Regions from separate parts of the Macaca mulatta genome. Here regions 2 and 3 are each linked to region 1. Evidence: chromatin contacts called from public Hi-C data. All regions are on one chromosome and are shown on one strand. Each heading gives the region's core, a stretch centred on a gene start, on an enhancer-like site or on the middle of the called end of the contact. The rest is flanking DNA. Distances are from core to core; before and after follow the strand shown.

Evidence for each region. Hi-C and Micro-C count contacts between places; a contact is called where the count stands out from the background.
Region 2: a contact with region 1 is called in a Hi-C map of fetal cortex germinal zone, with 13 times the contacts expected there. The contact joins two enhancer-like sites. A contact is called at or near these places in 8 of 14 Hi-C or Micro-C datasets (CD4 T cells, blood, fetal cortex germinal zone and 4 more).
Region 3: a contact with region 1 is called in a Hi-C map of fetal cortical plate, with 3 times the contacts expected there. The contact joins the promoter of SLC22A23 here to the enhancer-like site in region 1. A contact is called at or near these places in 4 of 14 Hi-C or Micro-C datasets (fetal cortex germinal zone, fetal cortical plate, fibroblasts and 1 more).

What each region holds. Positions count from the first base shown.
Region 1 is chr4:179,535,820-179,538,989 of T2T-MMU8v2.0, forward strand. The region is part of intron 4 of PXDC1 (PX domain containing 1); the gene reads left to right. Among named protein-coding and RNA genes, the nearest start is that of PXDC1, 27 kb to the left of the region's middle. Within about 2 kb of position 1,537, at least 6 of the 40 cell types and tissues checked have an H3K27ac peak or open chromatin away from gene starts, as enhancers often do. A contact at or near this core is called in fetal cortical plate, where this site is marked.
Region 2 is chr4:179,986,594-179,989,763 of T2T-MMU8v2.0, forward strand. SLC22A23 (solute carrier family 22 member 23) reads left to right here. Exons shown (of 10, transcript XM_001093713.5): 8 at 1,266-1,298; 9 at 2,393-2,516. Among named protein-coding and RNA genes, the nearest start is that of PSMG4, 27 kb to the right of the region's middle. Within about 2 kb of position 1,673, at least 15 of the 40 cell types and tissues checked have an H3K27ac peak or open chromatin away from gene starts, as enhancers often do.
Region 3 is chr4:179,810,531-179,813,700 of T2T-MMU8v2.0, forward strand. It overlaps SLC22A23 (solute carrier family 22 member 23), which reads left to right and starts at 1,662. Exons shown (of 10, transcript XM_001093713.5): 1 at 1,662-2,374. The coding sequence starts at 1,721.

The DNA.
Region 1 (3,170 bases), core at 287-2,786:
AAGGTGTAGGATGTGTTGGATTACTGAGGCTGGACAGCCAAAGCCACCGCTGTCTTCTCCGCTCTTTCTGTCTCTGGTTTGACTGTAACACATGCTCCAGAGAGCCCGACACTGGGGGCACTGTGAGGCGCAGCACCTTAGCCTTGGCTCTTCTCCAGGCATCTTCATGGTGAATTACAGGGACACCAGGTCCCCAGACAGCCTGGCCTCTGTTTCCTGACATAGCCAAATCCAGGCTGCTACTGAGCTCAGAAAGTTATTTAAACTTTCCTGACTTCTCTTACCTTCGCGGGGCCATTCTGCTGTCTCAGCATGGGCTGTGTTGAAGACCACAGATGATGAGTGTAAAACATCCCGCTTGAGAGCCCCACAGAGGCAGCTCTGGCTGCAGAGTCTCCCTGTGGGCCCAGGAATGAGATAGCCTGGGGATGGCCCGGGTCTTGCCCCACCCATTTGCTAGCCCTCCACAGCAGCAGATTGAAACTAGAACTAGATGGGCCACATGTGCCGAGACCCACATCCGGGCCTGTGGGCTGCAGGGCTGTGACCCTAGCATGAACCTGGGCTCCAGCCGGTGGCCTGGGCCTCCTCTGCTGAATCCCTGCTCCATGACTGAGCATGGCGGGGGGCGGGGGGTGGGGGGTCCCTGTCAGGCTTGTGGGACTGGCTCCTGCTAACAGACTCCCACCTTGACCAGTGTGTCTCTCAGGTAGACGGTGCGAGAATCCTTCCCAGGGTCATGAACTGCTGGTGGCAGAGGCTGTCCCGGTGGGGCCAAGGCCACAGCTTTCCTGACCTGCTTTGCCCCTTTGTGTCCCTTGCCCTGACCCCACTGTACATAGCTCATTCACTCATTCCCTGTGGGTCCCCCATGCCAACAGGCTGGCACCGTGGAGGTACAAGGCGGGGTGTAATCACGGGTGAAAGAAAGAGGCCTATTAGCTTGGCAGGGGTAGTTACTGGCCAGGCACTGTCTTGGGGGAGAAGACAGATGGAGACCCTTTCTCGTCACCAGTTGTGCAGGCTCTGAGTCTCCAGTGCTTCCAAGGGGACCCCTTTCTATCTGCAAGAGGCCCTCGGCACCCTGGAATGAGGCCAGATTGAGGAGGCAGGTTCAACTGTGAGCGGGCTGGAGCTGAGGAGAAACGCACGAGAGAAGAAAGCCGGGCCAGGGGTGTGGCTCTAGCGGCAGCCCCGGGCTGTGTGTGGACAGGAATGACAGGTCTTGAATAGGCGGCCACCTGCTCCGGGACTCCTGGTTCACAGGGAGAGAGGGCCGAGAAAATCTCCACGATCCCGGGAAAGCCTAACAAAGAAACGCCTGGGGCTCAGGGGAGCATTTGGAGGGAGTTCTGACTCGCTTGCCGGGCCTCTCTCTGGCTGCTCAATCTCGGGCAGTGCAGTGGAGTTGACAATGGTCCAGCTCCAGTGTCTGCAGGGACGATCTGTTACTATACGGCCTCCGCTGTCGGGTGGGGAGTTGACAGCAACCAAGGGCGCAGAGAGATGCCGTTTGTGAACTGGAGGCTTCACCTCCCTGCACGGCTGTCCTCCCTGGCACCCGAGGCTGACCATCTGGCCCGAGTCTGTGAGCTCAGTGCTGCTGGGCCCATGGCAGGGCCCCCTCAGCAGAGTCTTGGCAGGCTGCCCCCAGTCTGGCCCCAGGGGCAAGTGGGCACCAGTGCCGGGGCCCAGAGACCCCCCTGCACTCAGAAAATGGTTGTATCTGATAGAGATGGGGCCAGTGGGGGCTTCTGGGACTCTGCCGGTGACAGTCTCAGCTGGTGAAGGGATTGCCCAGCTTCTGGGAAGTCATCCGAGGCACTGGGCGGTTGTGTGGGGACCTCAGGGAGCTTCAGCCCTGTGACTCTCTTTTCCCTGAGCATCCCAGTGCCCCTCCTTCCTCATGTCCTCAGGGTCATCCTGTGATCTGGGCGGGGAGGATGGGCAGGTTGTGGGACACTGTTTGAGGTGGGCTGTGGCTCTGCCCCTCGCCTGGCTTGAGCCTTTCAGCACACCCAAGGCTCCCCGTTGGGTTTCCATCCAGCCCTGGTCTGGGGAAGAGATTTCATTCCCTGGGATGAAGTTAGAGAGCTGCTCTGTCTCCGTGAGCCCCCGTAGCTTTCCCACCCACAGCTAGGGCTCTTTGTGCCACGGCCTCTGTTCCAGCCTCATGTTGCCAGGACCGTGAGCACAGGGAAGCCGAGGCAGGGGCTGACAACACACCCCAGGCCTGGCCGTGGAGTCAGAGGGGAGGCCTCCTCTGCAACCTCAGCCTTCTTATCCACACACCTTAAAGCTGTCTTCACAGCCCTGTCCCTTGAGGTCAGCGGGATACGCACAACGTACTAGGTTTGGGGGAACATGTGCTCACCCTGCCTTGTTGTGTGTCCGGCCAGGGGCCTGGACTGTGCGATAATCTTGGCCATGGCAAAGCTTTGCAGATATGGCTGAGTTCCCACAGTTGTCACTGGCCAGGGCCACCTTCAGGCACTAGGGGCGGCACAGGAGGCAGCCCTGAGGTGACTCCCAGGAGGGCAAGGCGGCCCCTTGCCTCTGTCCACACTCCCACGCAGCCTGCTGGGTTTGGGCTGATTCATAGGTTGAGGGAGATCCCACAAGCAGCACGGCTCTGTCCCCCTTCCTGGGGAGAATGTCCTTCTTGTGCTTTTCTCTTTGTTACGCGTTTTTTAAGACTTGGAGTCTCTTTTTGTAATGTAGGAGGTCATGCCTGGGCTGCGGAGGGAGTAGAAACAGTTCCAGTGTGTGGGGAGTCAGTATTGCGGGCTTTTCGTCCCCTTATGTTTGGGGTTTGTATTCTTCCCTTGGTTCTCCACACCCCATGTAAGTCCCCCACATTCGGATGCTTCTCATCTGCCAGAGCCCGAATGAAACACGTACCCGCATGCAGGCTTCCCCGCTAGAAGGTATCTGTCCCTGCGACCTCCACGCGCCTCGCCGGCTCTTCTCCAGCCTCCTGTTCCCTCCGCAGCCTCCTATGCCGCCATGTGCCAACTTGGCTGTGGTCAGGCTGTGAGCCCGTGACCACTCCTTTCTGAGCTGTCCCCAGGGCCCAGCACCAGGCAGGCGCCTCTTCCCTGAGGACGGACCCCGCCTGCCTTGTTCACTGCCGATCCTGTAGCCTGCCGCGGTGCTGGGCACAGAACAAG
Region 2 (3,170 bases), core at 423-2,922, 450 kb after region 1:
CATGTCTGTAATCCCAGCACTTTGGGAGACCGAGGCAGGCGGATCACAAGGTCAGGAGTTCAAACCAGCCTGGCCAATATGGTGAAACCCCATCTCTACTAAAAATACAAAAAATAATTAGCTGGGCTTGGTGGCACATGCCTGTAGTCCCAGCTACTCAGGAGGCTGAGGCAGAAGAATCACTTGAACCAGGGAGGCAGAGGTTGCAGTGAGCTGAGATTGCACCACTGCACTCCAGCCTGGGTGACAGAGCAAGACTCTGTCTCAAAAAAAAAATAATCTAAGGCAAAGCTAGAGAGTCCGTCTGGCCCTCCAGCAAGCTCTGTATAGCTCCTCACCAACAGATACCCCCGTGTGTGGACAAACCACCACAGCACCTCCGTGGCCGGCCCAGGGCACGACACGAACAGGCAGGGCCACTGAACCTCCTCTCCCGCCCTGGCATGGTCCTCCTGGGACAGGCTCGGGACACGTGGGAACATCGACCCCACAGAGCTCCCCTGCCTTTACAAGGAAAATGAACGCAGGCTCTCAGAACTAGATGCCAGGGCTGTCCACCACCCCCAGATCAGAGCGGCCTTGTCGTGCAGCCTGGGTTAGAGAGGGCTCACTTCCAACTCAGGAGCGGCTCTCTAGCTTGGACAGTTCCTGTGCAATCTGTACCTTGCGGGGAGACTGCTGGGAGGCTTAGCTAATGGAATACACACGTGGTGCCTGTCTCCCTCCATCCCCGTTCCCCAGCTGCCCTTCCGGGGAGCCTCTGCCCTGCTCACACAGTTGGGACGGAAGTGGCAGATGCCTCGGCCACCAGGTGTTGCCATGCCCCTTTGGCCCTGAGCAGGAATGCCCAGGAGCCCCAAGTGAACACCAGGCAACTGTGAGGAGCAGAGCTGGGGCCAGCAGGGGTGCCCCACAGTGCTTGATGCTACTTGAGTGCAGGCTGCAGTGACCCGTGGGCAACTTTATATGCACGGAAGCTCACCCTTTGCACCTGCTAGGGTCTCGCTGTGAAGGTTCCATTTTCTCCCCAGGCTCTGAGGTCAGCGGGATCTTACCCCTGTCTTCCTAACAAAAAGATCTTTGTTTAGTGCAGTATGAACTCCACTGCCCTGGCAGCCAGCGCCATCCCAGAAACAGAAGGGAGTTTGCTTGAACCAAGTCACATGGGAACACACTGGGCTAATTCCACACCTAACGTGCTCTCTCCTCTCTCCTCACCTGCTTTGCCCTTGTCTGTGTGGGTGCGATCATGTCCGCGGGCCCAGTGATTGGAAAGTACAGCCAGCACCCAGACTCAGGTGAGTCCCAAGCGCGTGGGCTGTGCTTCCTCGTCTTGTATTACATCTAAACGGGCGTTTTCTCCAAGACTCACGGACCTGTGGTTTCCATTTCCTCTCTTTCTCCCCCTTGCCCTCCAAGAACTGCAGCTGAAGTTGGCCGTAGGTTGGACACTATACGGATACATTTGTATTCTCCCTCTTGCCGCTAGAAAGAGCGACTGGTGCTTCCCTGTTTCTGTGCTGCTTGGCACGCATGCCCCACCCCTTCCCCTGGCACCAGGCTCAGCACAGGCCCTGGCCCAGCGCCAGCTTGCTTTGTCTTATGGACAGCATCTGGGTGGGGGAGAAAGGCCGGGAGTGCTGGGGCCCAGCCGTCTGTGCTGCCAGGGGAAGCCGCTGTCCCCCTTTGACCCGTGTAAGCTTGCTGCCCTCCAGCTCTGGGGACAGCACAGTGCCGCCCTGCACCTTGAAGCTGCTGCTGCTCCCGCCTGGCCTGCCCCAGCCCTCGCCCGTGTCCCTGGGGAGCGCTTGCCCTCTCTGCAGCCTTGGGGGAGCTGAGCTGAGCCCCAGCTGTATGGCCCTGACAGCATGTCCATGCACGGTGCCAGACACGGCCCTGGTTCGAGGTCGGTCTCCGGTGCCATTCACGAGGGCTTTGAGGGGTTGAACACTCTCCTTCTGGGCCCATAAATTCTGTGGCTTGAGTTTTTGTTTCCTTAACCCTGACTCAGCTCCCCTGTCCCACGTGTTGGGCACATCAGACCTGACTGGAGCAAACGTAGGCCAGGGCAGAGGGATGTTGCTGTGGCACCGGGGACATGCCAGCCTGCCCCTCCCACCAGGCATGGCTCCCGGCTGAGGAATGCCAATAGAGGCCGCCATGAGCTCCAGCATGCTTGATGCACAGGGACTCACAGGAGCCCCACAAAACCTACTGCGGGGACTCTGGGCGTCTAGTCCTTGAGGGGCTTGGTTCCCAGAGGGAACTGCACAGCCATCCATGCCGCACGCTGGGCACTGGGGAGGAGCCGTGCCGTGCAGCCCTGGGACTCCCTCCCACCCTGGCCTGGCTTCCTCTCTTCCCTCACCATCCCCTTCTGACCCTCCCCCAGGGATGAGTGACAGCGTCAAGGACAAATTTTCCATCGCGTTTTCCATCGTGGGCATGTTTGCCTCCCATGCAGTGGGGAGCCTCAGCGTGTTCTTCTGTGCGGAGGTCACCCCGACGGTGATAAGGTGCGTAATGGGAGACACCCCGGGGAACGGCGGCTTCTCGGGACTCAAAGACAAGTCCCTGGCTCCAGGCTGGTGTGGGATTAACCAGCATCAGCTCTGGCTCTGGCTCTGGGCACATCGGCTTCATGGTTCACAGCCGAGGAGCTTGTTGTACCTAACCCTGAGGTGCCCGAGAGTCACGGGAGAACCTGGCCCTGGGGTCCTGTCCAGGCAGCAGCAGGAAGAAGGGGGAACAGGGAGCTACTCTGGGCCCAGGAAATATGTCAGTGACTGGCAAGGGGGGAATTCAGTGGATCACTCATGCCGCACTTCCACCAGAACCTGTGCCGCCGACTCTGCTAAGAGACCTCACGGCACAGCTATTGCAGAATGTTTAAAAAGTAGAAAGAGCCTTTTTCCCCCCTAAGACGCAGTTTCACTCTTGTTGTCCAGCCTGGAGTGCAATGGCATGATCTTGTGTCACTGCAACCTCTGCCTCCTGGGTTCAGGCGATTCTCCTGCCTCAGCCTCCCGAGTAGCTGGGATTACAGGTGCCTGCCACCACGCCTGGCTAATTTTTGCATTTTTAGTAGAGACGCAGTTTCATCATGTTGGCCAGGCTGGTCTCGAACTCCTGACCTCAGGTGATCCCCCCACCCCAGCCTCCCAAAGTGC
Region 3 (3,170 bases), core at 412-2,911, 270 kb after region 1:
AATTATGCAGCGGTTAGCTGAGCAAATAATGAAAATGCAAAAGAATACATTCAGTATATGGAGCTTAGAATATATCCTTTTGGAAAGCTAAACATTTTTTATTTTTTATTTTTGCCCCAAATAAGACTAGAAATGGATTGCTCAATTTAAGACTTCCATTAATAAACTTCTCAGAATATGAAATGTCTCCAATATGTGGGGACGCTGGGGTGAAAGGTGCCGGATAATTCTCATTGGTGCGTGCGCTGGGCGCAGAAGGAAATATGCTAATGCAGCCGTTTGCCGCAGGGTTGGTGTTATTTCTACAGCGCCGGCTGGGCAAGGTTGGCGCTGGAGCAGGAGAGGAAGGAGATGTTTGTCTTCTATGAGAGTCTAGATGTGTGCGCCTGTGCACACGGCGTTCCAAACGTGAATACAAGATCTTAGGGAGGGGGTGGGGAATGCCATCACGTTCATACCGTGTGTATTATAACTCGTGTTGGAGATCTATCCCAGCATCGTGCTTACATCGCATTCACTTAGGAGTGGGGGAAGAAATGGCGATTTGGGAGTGGGTGCGGCAAGTCGCAGGTGGCCAGACACTGCGGGGGACTGGCGACCTGAAACTGGCAAAGGCGCCTCCTTGACCCTGCTCCACGGACACAAAAATCAACCTTATTCGCTCCTGGAAAAAGCGCAGAGGGTTGTTCCCGAAGGCTGAAGACCCTCGGGCTTGAGACTGGGAGCGGGGCGCGGGCAGCGGGACGGCCGGGCACCTCTGAGGAGACAGAGGTCACGGAGACTGGCGCGCGCGGAGTGGGTGGGGGGCCCGCGCGGCTGCGGGAACCCAGCCTCACAGAAGACCCGGCCCACACGTTCTCAGCGCATGCCGACTTCGCCCGGACCCCTTGCCGGCCGGCGCCCCCTGCTACGCCCGCCTCCTCCTCCCCCGCCCCGCCCGGCGCGAAACGGGCACGGGCAGGGGATCCTCCAGCCAGGCGGGCCCGGGGTGTCCCGTTTCCCCCGCCCCCCCTCCTGTGGATCCCGGGCGGCGGCGGAGCGTCCGGGCTGGAGGGGGCGCTCGCGCGCAGGAGCCGAGCGCAGCAGGTGCCGCGGTTACCTCCACCTCGGCGGGGGGAGAGGGGGCGGGCCGGGGGGCAGGGAGGAGGGGAGGAGGAGGAGAAGGAGGAGAAGGAGCGGGGCCGGCTCCAGGAGCCCGAGAGCGCGGCCGGCTCGGCAGGCTGGGTCCCAAGCTCGCGGCTTCCGGGAGGCGCTCGGAGTCGGAGAAATACAGCGCGGCCACCCCGGGAGCAGCAGCAGTTGCCCGCACCGCCGCCCGCACCGCCGCCCGCAGGGCCCTGAACCGCTGGCAAGGGCGCGGGCCGGGCGCGGCGCCGGCTCCTCCTCCTGCCGCGGCCGGCGCGGAGCAGCGGAGAGCGGCGGGCTCGGCAGCCGGCGCCCGGGCCGCGGAGCCGATGAGCTGCGGCGGCTGAGGGCCCGGCCGGCCTCTGCCCGCCTCTGCCCGGCGCCCGAGCGGGGCCACAGCGCCCGGGGCGCGGGGTCCGGCGGGTGACATGGGGGCGGCCTGACGCACCCGGAGCCGCCGAGCGCTCTCTCTTGAGCCGTGGGCCCTCCTCGGCGGCAGCGGCTGCAGGCGCCTGGCCCGGCGCGCTGTGCCCGGGGCGCCCGCGGAGCCTCCGCCGCGCTCTATGCGCCTCTGCGGGAGCCGCGGGCCCGGGCCATGGCCATAGACCGGCGGCGCGAGGCTGCAGGCGGCGGGCCCGGGCGGCAGCCGGCCCCGGCCGAGGAGAACGGCTCCCTGCCGCCCGGGGACGCGGCGGCCTCGACGCCCCTCGGGGGACGCGCGGGCCCCGGCGGCGGCGCGGAGATCCAGCCGCTGCCTCCACTGCATCCTGGAGGCGGCCCGCACTCGAGCTGCTGCTCGGCTGCTGCGGCCCCGAGCCTCTTGTTGCTGGACTATGACGGGTCGGTGCTGCCCTTCCTCGGGGGCCTGGGCGGGGGCTATCAGAAGACCCTCGTGCTGCTCACCTGGATCCCGGCGCTGTTCATCGGCTTCAGCCAGTTCTCGGACTCGTTCCTCCTGGACCAGCCCAACTTCTGGTGCCGCGGGGCCGGCAAAGGCACCGAGCTGGCGGGGGTCACCACCACAGGCCGGGGGGGGGACATGGGCAACTGGACCAGCCTCCCCACCACCCCCTTCTCCACTGCCCCCTGGGAGGCTGCCGGCAATCGGAGCAACAGCAGTGGCGCGGACGGAGGCGACACACCACCCCTGCCATCCCCTCCGGACAAGGGGGACAACGCCTCCAACTGTAACTGCCACGCGTGGGACTATGGCATCCGCGCCGGCCTGGTCCAGAACGTGGTCAGCAAGGTAAGGGCCGCGGCCGCCCAGTCCCTCCGACCCTCTCCATGCAAATCGAGGTCCAAGCCCGAGCCAGCTGGAGACCCGAAGTCCCCAAAGTGGTGGTGCTAGAGTGTGTGTACGGCGTTCCGCACTGGCTTAATCTCCTTCCGTCCCCCAAACCACATCCCTTTACTTGGGCATAAAGGGAGCGCCATAGCCTTTACTAGTTTGCACCCAAACTCCTGTCCCAGTACGCGGATGGAAAGCGCGCCCTTCCCCCACCCTCGGGGCGAGGCAGCTGACCTGTCACCAGCCTGCTCTGGAGGAGTCGGACTGGCGTCGTTCAAGGTCTGCTGGGGGAGCCGGGACCACGGCCCTGTTCTGCCCGGTTAGTTGTCCCTGCGTCTCCCACAAAGCAATAGTCTCCCATCTCGCACTTGATTTTGACAGAGGTAAAGCCCACTAAAGAACTGGAGAGCCAGAGAAGCAAAGACTCCTGCAAATCTCCAACCCGCACCCGTGCTCAGTCCTCCCGCAAAGATATCTGACTTTAGACTTTACTGCCTCAGTGTCTCCTCCAGTGTTTTCTCAGCACTTCAGTAAACATCACTACAGTATAGGAAGGACGTGGAGAATATGTCATTTGGGTGTTCCTGGGCTGTTACCGCTCTTACACAGCAGCTGCTTTGGGCTGAGGCACAGAGAACGGGGTGTGCTTTAGCTGAAACATGCACCTTGTCCTCTGAGTCGTGTAGCTAAAGCTCCCTTGCAGAGGTATTGCATGGTGTGAAATGTAGCAGAAGGGAGTTGTAAGACAAGTGTG